2 separate regions of the Mus musculus genome follow, and region 1 is linked to region 2. The links are chromatin contacts, called in public HiChIP or PLAC-seq maps. All regions are on one chromosome and are shown on one strand. The core of a region is the stretch at or near the end of the contact, and the rest is flanking DNA. Distances in the headings are between cores, read along the strand shown.

The links. HiChIP or PLAC-seq counts read pairs in DNA pulled down with a chosen protein or histone mark.
Region 1: a contact with region 2 is called in an H3K4me3 HiChIP or PLAC-seq map of embryonic basal ganglia, with 3 times the contacts expected there. The contact joins two enhancer-like sites. A contact is called at or near these places in 1 of 484 Hi-C or Micro-C datasets (pre-megakaryocyte-erythroid progenitors), 3 of 115 datasets of contacts at active chromatin or transcription factors (embryonic basal ganglia, large pre-B cells and neural tube) and 1 of 9 other capture datasets (embryonic stem cells).

Annotation. Positions count from the first base shown.
Region 1 is chr1:167,191,878-167,197,116 of GRCm38.p6, reverse strand. No RefSeq gene overlaps it. Among named protein-coding and RNA genes, the nearest start is that of Gm46170, 72 kb to the left of the region's middle. Within about 2 kb of position 2,151, at least 11 of the 459 cell types and tissues checked have an H3K27ac peak or open chromatin away from gene starts, as enhancers often do. A contact at or near this core is called in embryonic basal ganglia, where this site is marked.
Region 2 is chr1:166,840,274-166,845,492 of GRCm38.p6, reverse strand. No RefSeq gene overlaps it. Among named protein-coding and RNA genes, the nearest start is that of Gm33404, 12 kb to the left of the region's middle. Within about 2 kb of position 1,707, at least 41 of the 459 cell types and tissues checked have an H3K27ac peak or open chromatin away from gene starts, as enhancers often do. A contact at or near this core is called in embryonic basal ganglia, where this site is marked.

The DNA of each region.
Region 1 (5,239 bases), core at 902-3,401, 350 kb before region 2:
TTCTGCTGAGTCCCGGAACCAAGATGGCGACCGCTGCTGCTGAGGCTGAGGCCGCCTCCCAAGCCAGGCGGACACCTGTCCTCTGGTCCGGATGGTGGCTGGCTGTCTGCGGCCCGCCAAGGGTGCTGCCTCAGCGGCTCTGTGCTTCCGCCCGTCCCAGAAGCTGTCCGGTTCTCTCATAAAATTATTTTTATTGCTACTTTATAACTGTATTTTTGCCATGAGTTGTAATGTAAATATATGATATGGATGTTATCTGATATGTACCACCACCAAAGGGGTTGAAACCTGCAGCTTGAGAACCGCTAACTTGAGCAGAAGAAGCAGGGAGACCGTAGGTCAAGCTCATTCTTGAGTGCCTGGTGAGTCTGTGGCCAGCCTGGGTATCTGGAACAAGCAAGCAAACAAGCAAGCAACAAAACCAAACAAGCAAACCAAAAGTGGTTTCACCTCAACATGGGGCCAACGTTGCAGTTTGCAGTTGCCCCCTCTCCCTGAATTCTGCTGTATCTCTAGGGGAGCCATCAAACATCAGAGGGGAGCAGAGACAGTCAGCTGGAACGCAACAACTCCATGTTGGGTGTTTCAGATTTAGGAGTCCCAGGCTTGTGCTCGGCGGCAGAAGCAGTAAGGTGAAGCCTTTGGGACCCCCATCCTCATCACAAGGATTGGTTCTCAAAGGGTGCCAGGGACCAGGAGCAGACATGTCACCCAGGCGCATTCGACAGCTGTAGACTCAGGCTTCACACGACAGTCTCTGCATCAGGACCTGCTGGGTGGGGCACTGAGTTTGTGCTTTAACAACTCCTCCAGGTAAGGCTGAGGAACAGGAGCCACTGACCGACACCAGGTTTCTCACCCTCAGCGCTCTGACACTCTGGATGTGGATGAGTCTCGATGGTGAGCGGCCATCCTGTGCACCATTGACTGTTTAACAGCATCTCAGACCTCCCTCTAACAGCTGTCAGCAGCATTTTCTTCCAGCTGAGACAACCATTCAATCATTGCCGAGCATCCTCTGTGGAACAAAAATTGTCTGTTTCAGAACTATGAGTCTAGGCACTACTTCCTTCTAAAACAGCCTACTATGGTCTAGTAGGGGCAGGGAGTTTTTGGATGACTCTTGGAGCCTGCCCCAAATCTATTGAATCCAAAACTGCACCTTTAGCAGCAAGGTACTTTCGGTGATTTCAAAATTAGATTCAAAAGGCTGGGATGTAAACCAAGTTCTGCCCAGGAAGGAGGAAGGGACATGATAAGGCTCCTGTCTCCTGGTTCTTGAGTCATGCAGGTGCAAATCTTTGTATTTATTGATGGTTATTTTTGGAATAAACAATTGCCTGTCTAGATTCTAGGGCAGAGAATTTTGGAAACCCTTTGAGGCAAGAGATCAGGGAGAAGTTGTAGAAGTCAGAGTTCTCACACTGCATGGAAATGGAAAATTTGTCAGTTGGGAATATGTGTGGTGTTTGGAGGAGAGCTGGTCAGTTACTTTGTAGACTTTGCCTCTTTTGTCTGAAGTTTTTCTCTCCCCTCTCAATCGCATTTGTTTGTTTATTTATTTGTGTGTGTGTGTGTGTGTGTGTGTGTGTGTGTGTGTGTGTGTGTGTAGCATTTGTAGAGAGCAAAGGACAGCTCCCAGGAGTTAGTTCTCACTTTCCATTATGTGAATCCTGGGACTTGAACTCAGGTCCTCAAGCTTGGCAGCAGGCACCTTTGCCACCAAGTCGTCTTCCTGGTCCTCAAGTGTTTTTCTCGTGAGTAAGTGGGATTTGAACTTATGAAAAGATGCGCACGAAATGAAATGAAGAGTTAATAGCTCTCTGTTCACTGCAGAGACTGATCTTCATGTTTGCCTCCTACTAACTGGTTACATTGTTTTTTTTTTTTTTTTTTTTAAACAGAATGCTCAGCCAGCCTGTCATTGCTGGACAGACAGCAGAGCAAGTCTGGCTTTGCCTCATGGGCTACAAAGTGAATCTTGTCCAGTGAGTTGCATTTGAACTGTCCCAGTGCCTTCTGCTCACTCTCCCGTGCCCGATACACACCAACCAGGCTGAGATTCGTGCAAAGCCCGCTTCCCTTTACTAATGGCAATGACATGTGTAGCCCTTCTCTAATGGGCAGCTGACTACTCAGCAGGTTTCCTTTTATGCTTCCCATTTCTGATCATTACGCCACCCTAATTAGTCAGCTTGACAGCAGGCTCCTGGAGAACAAAGACTGCCGCCATCAGTGCCAGGATAAAGGCAGCAAGAAAGACATGGAACCTGGAAGGAGAGGTGCTCCGCATGGTCCATTGTGACCAAGGACTCTTTAGACACCTAGTCAGAATATTAACCTGGGTCGGACACTAACTGCCTGGGGCATTCTTTTCTTTAGATCAGCTGTTGCTATTATGAACAGACCTCTAAGTGCTCCTACCACCGTTAGCTTATATAACTGTTGCTCAAAAGACCCTGCAGGACAGACAAACGTACTCCTCCTATCTGTCTGATGGTTTTCACCATTTCTGTTGTTTGAACAAATGACTCTGAGTTAGGGAGCAAAGATGTGGGTGAAGTGTGAATGTTGTATATGGCAATCTTTGTTATCCACTGCTACTGTAATAAATTGCCCCAAACTTAGTAGCTGAACACCATGGGGATTTATAATCGTATGGACTAGAGGTCAGGAGATGGAAATGGGGGCTTGTATTCATTACTTTTCTCATTGCTGTGCCAAGAATACCTGCCAAGAAGCAACCTAAAGGAGAAAGGGCTTAGTTCAGACTGTAGTGCAAGAAGGTACAGCTTATGATGGTGGCAGGAGAGGAAGGCAACTGGTCCCACTGCATCTGCAGTCAGGGAACAGGGAGAAATGAATGCTGGGCTTGTGCGTCTTGCTTCCTCCCTTTTATTCCGTGTGGGACCCCAGCCTATTAAATGCTGTAGTCCATGGTCACCCCACACCGATGAACCTAAACAGTCCCTCATAGATATGCCTAGAGGTTTATTTCTAGGTGGTTCTAGGTCAAGTTGACAGCCAGCATAATAATCACAGGGCATATGGGACTGAAATCAAGTTGTTGGTAGGGATGCATTTCTTCTGAAGGATCCAGGAAGAATTTTCCCACTTTTTCTGGTTTCCCAAAGCTTCCAGCGTTCCTTGACTCCTGTCCCCTTCCTCCATCTTTAGGGTGCATGGCTCTTTTTAACCTTAGCTTCCATCAACCTCTCTCTTTCCCTTCCATTTGCCCCCTCCCTCCATCATCCCTTCTTTCTCCTCCCCCTCTTCCTCCTTCTGTCTCCTATTCTCCATTCCCCCTGTCCCCACCTCTGTTCTGAGACAGAGTTCTTGCTTTGTATCTTAGACTGGGCTAGAACTCACTGTGTAGACCAGGCTGTCCCACACTTTCTGTGATCCTCCTGCCTTAGCTCTCTACGTGTTGGGATTACAGGCAGCACTACCACACCGGGTCATAGCCCTCTTTGACTCTGGTGTTTCTACTTCCTTTTTCACATACCTCTGTGATCATATTGTCCCACGCAATAAATCCAGAATTGTCTCCCATTTCAGGATCTCTAATCACACTGGCAAAGCCCCTTCATGCATAGTTTAACCTATGGAAACTAATATATCCATCCATACATCCCAAGCCTTAGGATGTGGGCATATTTTGGAAGGAAGATCACTGGCTTAGCACATTCAATTTACTCATTGGCTAAATGCAAATAACAGCAATACCTAATTTAAGCACTAACTCTGAATACTAAATTAGATGCCATATACCCCTTATGTGGTATCTAGCCCTCAGTACCTTGTTACATCTGATATGCTCAGTTACTCTGTATCATTGCCACTTTGGTGTTAGCATCCTCTGCCAGCCATTTGGGATGGGGAGAGAGATCAGAATTAGCTCTGGTTTACACTGACTTTTGGGAAGAGAGACTGAGATGTTTGAGAATGTGGGAGCTGGACATCGTTTATTTAACTACAGCCTCTGACATTTTCTCTGAAGTCTCCTTAGTCTTCACCCTACATGTAGCGATGGCTTGTCTCAGATGCCTCTGCAGATTTCATCTCTCTTGATTGCCTTTGCTTCTCTTGCCCATAGCCGATCCTTCAAGGGCACTTCCTCTAGGGTGACTTCACCCACTGTTCAGTGACTGACATCTCCTCATCTCCCTCTGCCAGCAGCGCTGCAGGCCCCAGTCTGGTTCTCCTATTAGTTCATGAAACTCTCACTCTTTTCTCTTCCAGTGCTGGGGATGAAACCAAAGCCTTGGTCAAATTAGGTAAGCGCTCTACCACTGAGCGACAAGTCCGGTCCTGCTCATTTGCCTTTGCTGTTCTGTCCCCTGTAGGGCTGTTTCCACAGGGGCTTTCCTCTGCTCATGTCTGCAAAACCTAGGAAATCCTTTAACTCATTCCTAATGCATAAACTAGTCAATGTTTAACCTATGTTTTGGGTCTGCTGTAATTTATCGATAACGAGCCTTGGTGCTTTCTGTTAATAAAAATATAAGAAAATAATTTAAGTGTGTGCTGAGGCAGGGAGATCAGGATTACAAGGGCCCAATCCAATTTCTACCTTCATGGGCTCATAGCCTTGGAAGTACCTCAACTCTTTGCTTTTTATTTCCTTTATTTTCCTGTATTATTTGTTGTACAGTGACAGGGCTGGGTAGCCACAGAGAGTCCTCTGAGCACTTGCAGCTGTGTAGCCCTGGCTGTCCTAGAACTCACTTTGTAGACCAGCCTGGCCTCGAACTCAGAAATCCGCCTGCCTCTGCCTCCCGAGTGCTGGGATTAAAGGTGTGAGCCACCATGCCTGGCTACTTGCAGCCTTCTTGTCCCTGTGTTAACCCATTAGTGTCCAGGCTTCAGTTCTCAGGCTGGTACACTACCCTCATCACTGCCAAAGTGGAATGAGTTGCAGTTTAGACATCGTATGTGAGTCCTGACACTCACCGAAGAGCAATTTGCTCAGGAGGTATCGAAGACAATCATCAGGACAAGCTGTAGGTCTGCAGTGGAGTTTGTCTAACCCCCTGGACATTGATCAGTCAGTCCCAAGAGCATGATACAGACTGGCTGGGACTTAGACTGAGAAGCAAGCCCAGGGCTGACTTCATGAGAAACTCACAAAAGACAGAGTAGATTCGGGTTTCCTTGGGTGCCGTCTGATGCGCAAGAAAGATGAAGGGCATGCTCTTTAGTTCTGTCTTTTTAAAAAATTTTCGAGACAAGGTTTCAC
Region 2 (5,219 bases), core at 458-2,957:
TTATTCCATTTCCTTGATTTTTATATTATTTTGTTACCAGCCTTTGTTCCAAATTCAGTCATCTAGCATGTCTATTGTTCCTCACCTATGTGAATGAATTCCACAATAACAGATTCAAGGAGGAATGGTTTTAATCCAACTGGAGTTTGGGGAGGGGGTGGAGATGACGAAGTAAATGAAGAATTTATGAGTATACAAATATAAATAAATATGCACTGTCTTAAAACAGAGAGGCACAGATTTTTCCCAAGTATTTCTAGTCCGTGAGTGCAATCTCTTTATTGGAAGTGATCAATGACCATGCGATACTTTATTTCACGGAGAGCAGCTTTCTCTTGGTCTCAGGGCTGACCACTTGGGATTGGAACTGTGTGCTTCCGGGTGTATACATGCATGCACTCATGAGAATACATGCAGAGGCCAGAGGTCATCACTGAGTTGCTCTCCACTTTAACCTTATGAAAAATTAACTAATTCTTTGAGAATTTCATGCAATGTACTTTGAGCATGCTCACCAGCAATTCCCTCTCTTAATCTTCCCAGATTTACCCCCACCTCCATAAGCCTTCCCCCCACTCATATCAACAAGACCCCAGGATCCCCCTATCTCTGCCTCCCAGTGCTGAGGTTACAAATGTCCATTACCACACCCAGCTTCACACCAGTGGGTGCTAGGAATCTGAACTCAGGTTTTTACGCTTATGCAGCAGATTTTTAGCCACTGGGTCATCTTTTCAGTGCACGGATTAGTTTTCATGTGGTTATAGTGAGGTCAGTTTACAATGAGGATGAAATCCTAGACTTACAATGCTGCTAGCTATCTACGGAGTTGGGAGTTTACAACGATCATGTGTGCCATGCGTGATTTCCTTATTCGTACTTGAGGAAGTTGAGGATTACATGGATGTCAAAGTATCTCGGCTATAGAGGGATTTAAACTCAGCCGGAAAATTCTAAGCTTCTGTTCTAACAGAGGTGCAACCTATGTGGCATTAGGGGGCTCACAGTGGCATCCCACTTAACCCCCACATCACGAATGTGTGTTATGCGATGGGAGGTAAAGGGACAGTTTTTGGTTCTTGCTATGAACAAATGCTAAGACTGAAGTTTACTCTAAGGCAGACTGATCTGGGAAGACCTTCTTCCTCTGTTGTTCCTATGTAAGTGGTAGCACTTTAAAGATCACTGAAAGTCATTGAACTTTAAAATGACACTAAGCATAAGGTTGTTTTGAGAGGTGAATGAAATGAGTGCATGTGGCATGCTTAACTCCAGTGTGGCACTTGATTATTAAAGGTAAGTATTTCAACCATGGTAGTAGTGACAGACAACAGAACTTACTCTGTAAGAGTTCTGGAGTGAGACTGATTTGTCATTGAAGTCGTTTCAACGTATGGAGACATGAATTTTACAGGCAGTGTACTTTGCCCTAAGAAATGGGCTAGCCTTGCCTTCCGTGTCGGTTAGTGTGTGTTCACATGTATTTCTGCGCACTGTGCATCCACACAGATGCACTTGAAATAGTCTCACTCCTTGGCACCATCCACAGTTTCCTGGGCCTCTGGAGAAATTTGGAACCACACTTTTGCAGCCCCCTGAAGCCCCACCGTGCCGCTCCATCTGACAAGACAGCCTTGGCAAGTCCAGGTTTATTACCAATTCCCTAGGCTCTAGGAAGCCGGGGCCCTGCTAATGTGCTGCCTTCCAGCTGCCAGAGCCCTCCCCGGCTTCTGGCACTTGCTCTCCTATGGCTTTCTGATGCTGTCGCAGCAGCTCCTAATCGTCTCTGGCTTCTTGTCCTTCTTTTTCACTGAGTAAAGCTTAGCATGTAGATCATTTTCTGCTAATCGTTAGCTAATGTGCCTTCCATTTGTCAGCGGGCTTGTATCTGCCCCACTCTTCTCTTTGACGCTGGGGCAGGTGTAAAAGGAAAAGGTCCTTATTGTTCTCCTAATCTCTCCCGTGACTCGCCCCTCCCCCTTCTCTCTCTCTCTTCCTCTCTAAGCTCTTACTGACACAGCAGATTCTTAACTTGCGTCCTTTGATTTTTTTTTTTTTCTTCCAAAGTACAGGCGGTTGGTTGCTTAACTCCTTGGTGCCAGATGTGTATTTATGAAGCCTTTCCCTATTCTTTTTTTTTTTTTGCCTTTCCCTATTCTTTTCAGGTTTTGTGTTTCCCTTTATGTGACACTCACTAACTTTAAGAGAATTCCCCCTTCATCCCCGAGTGAAGAATGCCTTAGAGTATAGCTAGGAAGGAAAGCACAGAGGTTGCTTCACCTGCTATTTGATGTTTCTGCTTCCCTTCTGTTATCTATTCCTTATCTGTTATAATTCGTGTGACTTTATCTGTATTGATAGTTCTACCAATATCCATGTAAAACGTTGGTTGATATTGAGTATGGCAGCCTGGGAGCAGACCAGGCATGGTGAGTATTTATAAACTAGGGATTAAAGGGCATATGTTCAGATGCTATAGCAGTCCTCTCCTCGAGTGGAGACAGGAATGGCAGCTGGTCATCTCCAACCTGTTCCTCACCAGAATATTAGACTGCTCATAAACTGCTAGGATTTCAGTACTTGATTGAGTTTAAGACTTAAGTTGTTCTGAAATCTCTCCCCCATTTCCATAAAAAACAAAAACAAAAAAAACCTGTCTACTTTTTCTTAAGAGACTATTTCTCATTTTAAGACTCATCTCTCTCTGGAGTCTTTCTGGTACTTGGCGTTTGCTGCACAGATTCTGGCCCCGCGGCAGGTCGTTTTGTATCTTCCTGTGTGTTTGCATCCAGCCTGTTTGGTATCATGCCAAACTGCTTAGTATGTGCGAGTTACAACTGTGAGGAAATGCTGTATATCACATGAATGTAAAGCTCTTGAGGTTTAGGTAGCTTGTGCCCTATTGTCTTAATCTACCAGTAAGTTCTTAGTGCATATAGGAACATCCTGGGGACCTGAATTTAAAAGATTCTGGCCTTCTTTCTCAGCTAGATGAATCCCAAATTGCATGTCTTAGGGACCTGAAATGAAGTAAACTCCTGGGACACATACCACCATACTGCTAAAAGGGATATCTTGTAAGATAGCTTTCATCTTTCTCTTCCTTGATATTCTTAACATTTTTCTCTCTAAGCTAGACCCGTATCCACATCACTCCAGCACACGTGTAATATATACATGTAATTTTCTTGCTTTTTAAAGTTTTAAATACTTTGGTTTTAATTTGATAAACTCTATAAAATAGATAAATACAAAATATATTCAGTAGTAAAAATATAAAATCTAATATGAAGCTCTGTGGTGGGTTTCATGCTGAATGCCTATTCTAACTTTGTACAAGTTCACTTAGCTCTCTATTGGGGTCTATTTAATTCTGGTGTATAATTTTTTTTTTTTTTTTAGTTTTGAATTCTTGACAGACATTAATGTGTGTTTAAATATGTGCCAGGCACTTGTAGCTATAGAGATGAATGAACTGACGATTCTAGGGCCATCAACAATGCTGAGAGCAAGACACACATACACCCCGCAAACAAAGGACACGGCCTTGAATAAACCACAGATGCGTCCAGGATGTGCTTAAAACATAGGTGTTAATTTAAGCACTCTTCATAGATAAGCTTGCAGTCCGTTTATCTTTATATTTTTGTGAAGGGGAAAAGTGCAGCTAAGCAAAAACAAAGAGAACGTTGTGTATCTATCAGAACAACACTCCTTCCACGGTTCAGATCTGTGTTCTTCAGCCAAGGTATATACAGCCCCCATGGATTGTGGGCTGTTCATTAGGTGGCTGAGGCCTTTCTATTAAATACACAGCAGAAATGAGCTGTCTTCACACATACATAGGTCTTGGGTTTGGGGTAGGTTGTTGTAACCCAGGATCTGTGGTCTCGGGATGTTATTCTTGGTATAGTAGCTCAGCTGAGTCATGATTACCATGATGCAGGGAAGGTCAGCAATTTTCACTGACCCCCCTGAGGTACTCTCGTTTCTTGAAACAGAGCCTGTTATTTCAGAATATCTAACACTTCAGAGCAGCTTATTGTTTACGGGTGCCATGGTAACAAAAGGGGGCTTTCTACCATTTGCACCAAGTACAAATATAGGAGGGAGAGGTGTTTGGAGAGCAATCGGCAGCAATCTGTGGCTTGGCACAAGGGGACATTTGAAGAAAATGGCAGGAGTAACATCTTCCTTTGCAAATGGACAGGACTGCTCTCTCTCTTCTGCCTCTAGTACCATGAGCCTGACATTGCAGCAGGCGCTGGGGTCAGGGTGGCTGTCTTTTCTGAGTCATCTTTTCCCTATTTGTTCTTGATATGAGCACTCCTTTCTAGTGATGCACGGCAATATTTGTGCTAATGCCTTGACTGTGGGGCATTATTCTGGTTCAACAAAACAACAACAAAACCCAGCTACTTCTGCTGCAAGTCCCTCTACGTCACAACCATGTCTTGCCCAGCTTCAGCTTCTTATAATGCAAGTGACTTAGAGTAGATTAGTGTTTTCCAAGATGGGATGCGCATGTGATCAGCCAAAAAAACAGGCCATAAGCAAAGGTTTCAGAGACCCCACCCAATGCTACTGAGAGCCATGGGAAACCATGCTGGTGGCTTACATGCATGCAGGCCTCTCTGTAGCATCGAGAATCCCTGTTCAGTTGCTCTTCCCTCCTGACTTTTGATTCTTTAAGATACAAGATCCAGTGGCCAGCCTGTACCCAGCTCCCTCTTACCCCCCGCCCCCCGCCCCCGCCTCCCCATGCCTGTCAGTCTCTTGTTTGGTGACGCCTTTGGTACTAGCAGGCTAAGTGGTAAATGCAATCTTTGTAGGTCACTCATCACCGCCATTGGCAGATTGCTGAGTAATGGAGGTGCTTTGCAGAATCACACACTGTCTTTGTGCTGAATTTACAGCTTCATTTCTGGCCCTCACACATATTTCCATGCAGAACCAGCCTCAACTATACATCTAGTTGTGTGGCTGGATGACTACAGAAAAGACAGAGCCCAGGGTGGTCCAGGGCTGGAGATTGTAGGGTGAAAATTGACAACAGATGAGACTTCAGAAGCATCTTAGTGTCTGAGTCACACAGTCCAGCCCTTCATGCTGAGCACAGCACTCTCCCAGACATCTGGGAGAGAAAAAGTCACTCCAGGTGAGGAAGACCAGGCAGCTGTTGTCCTGTCTGCATCCTCCTTGGAAAAATAAAGAAGATA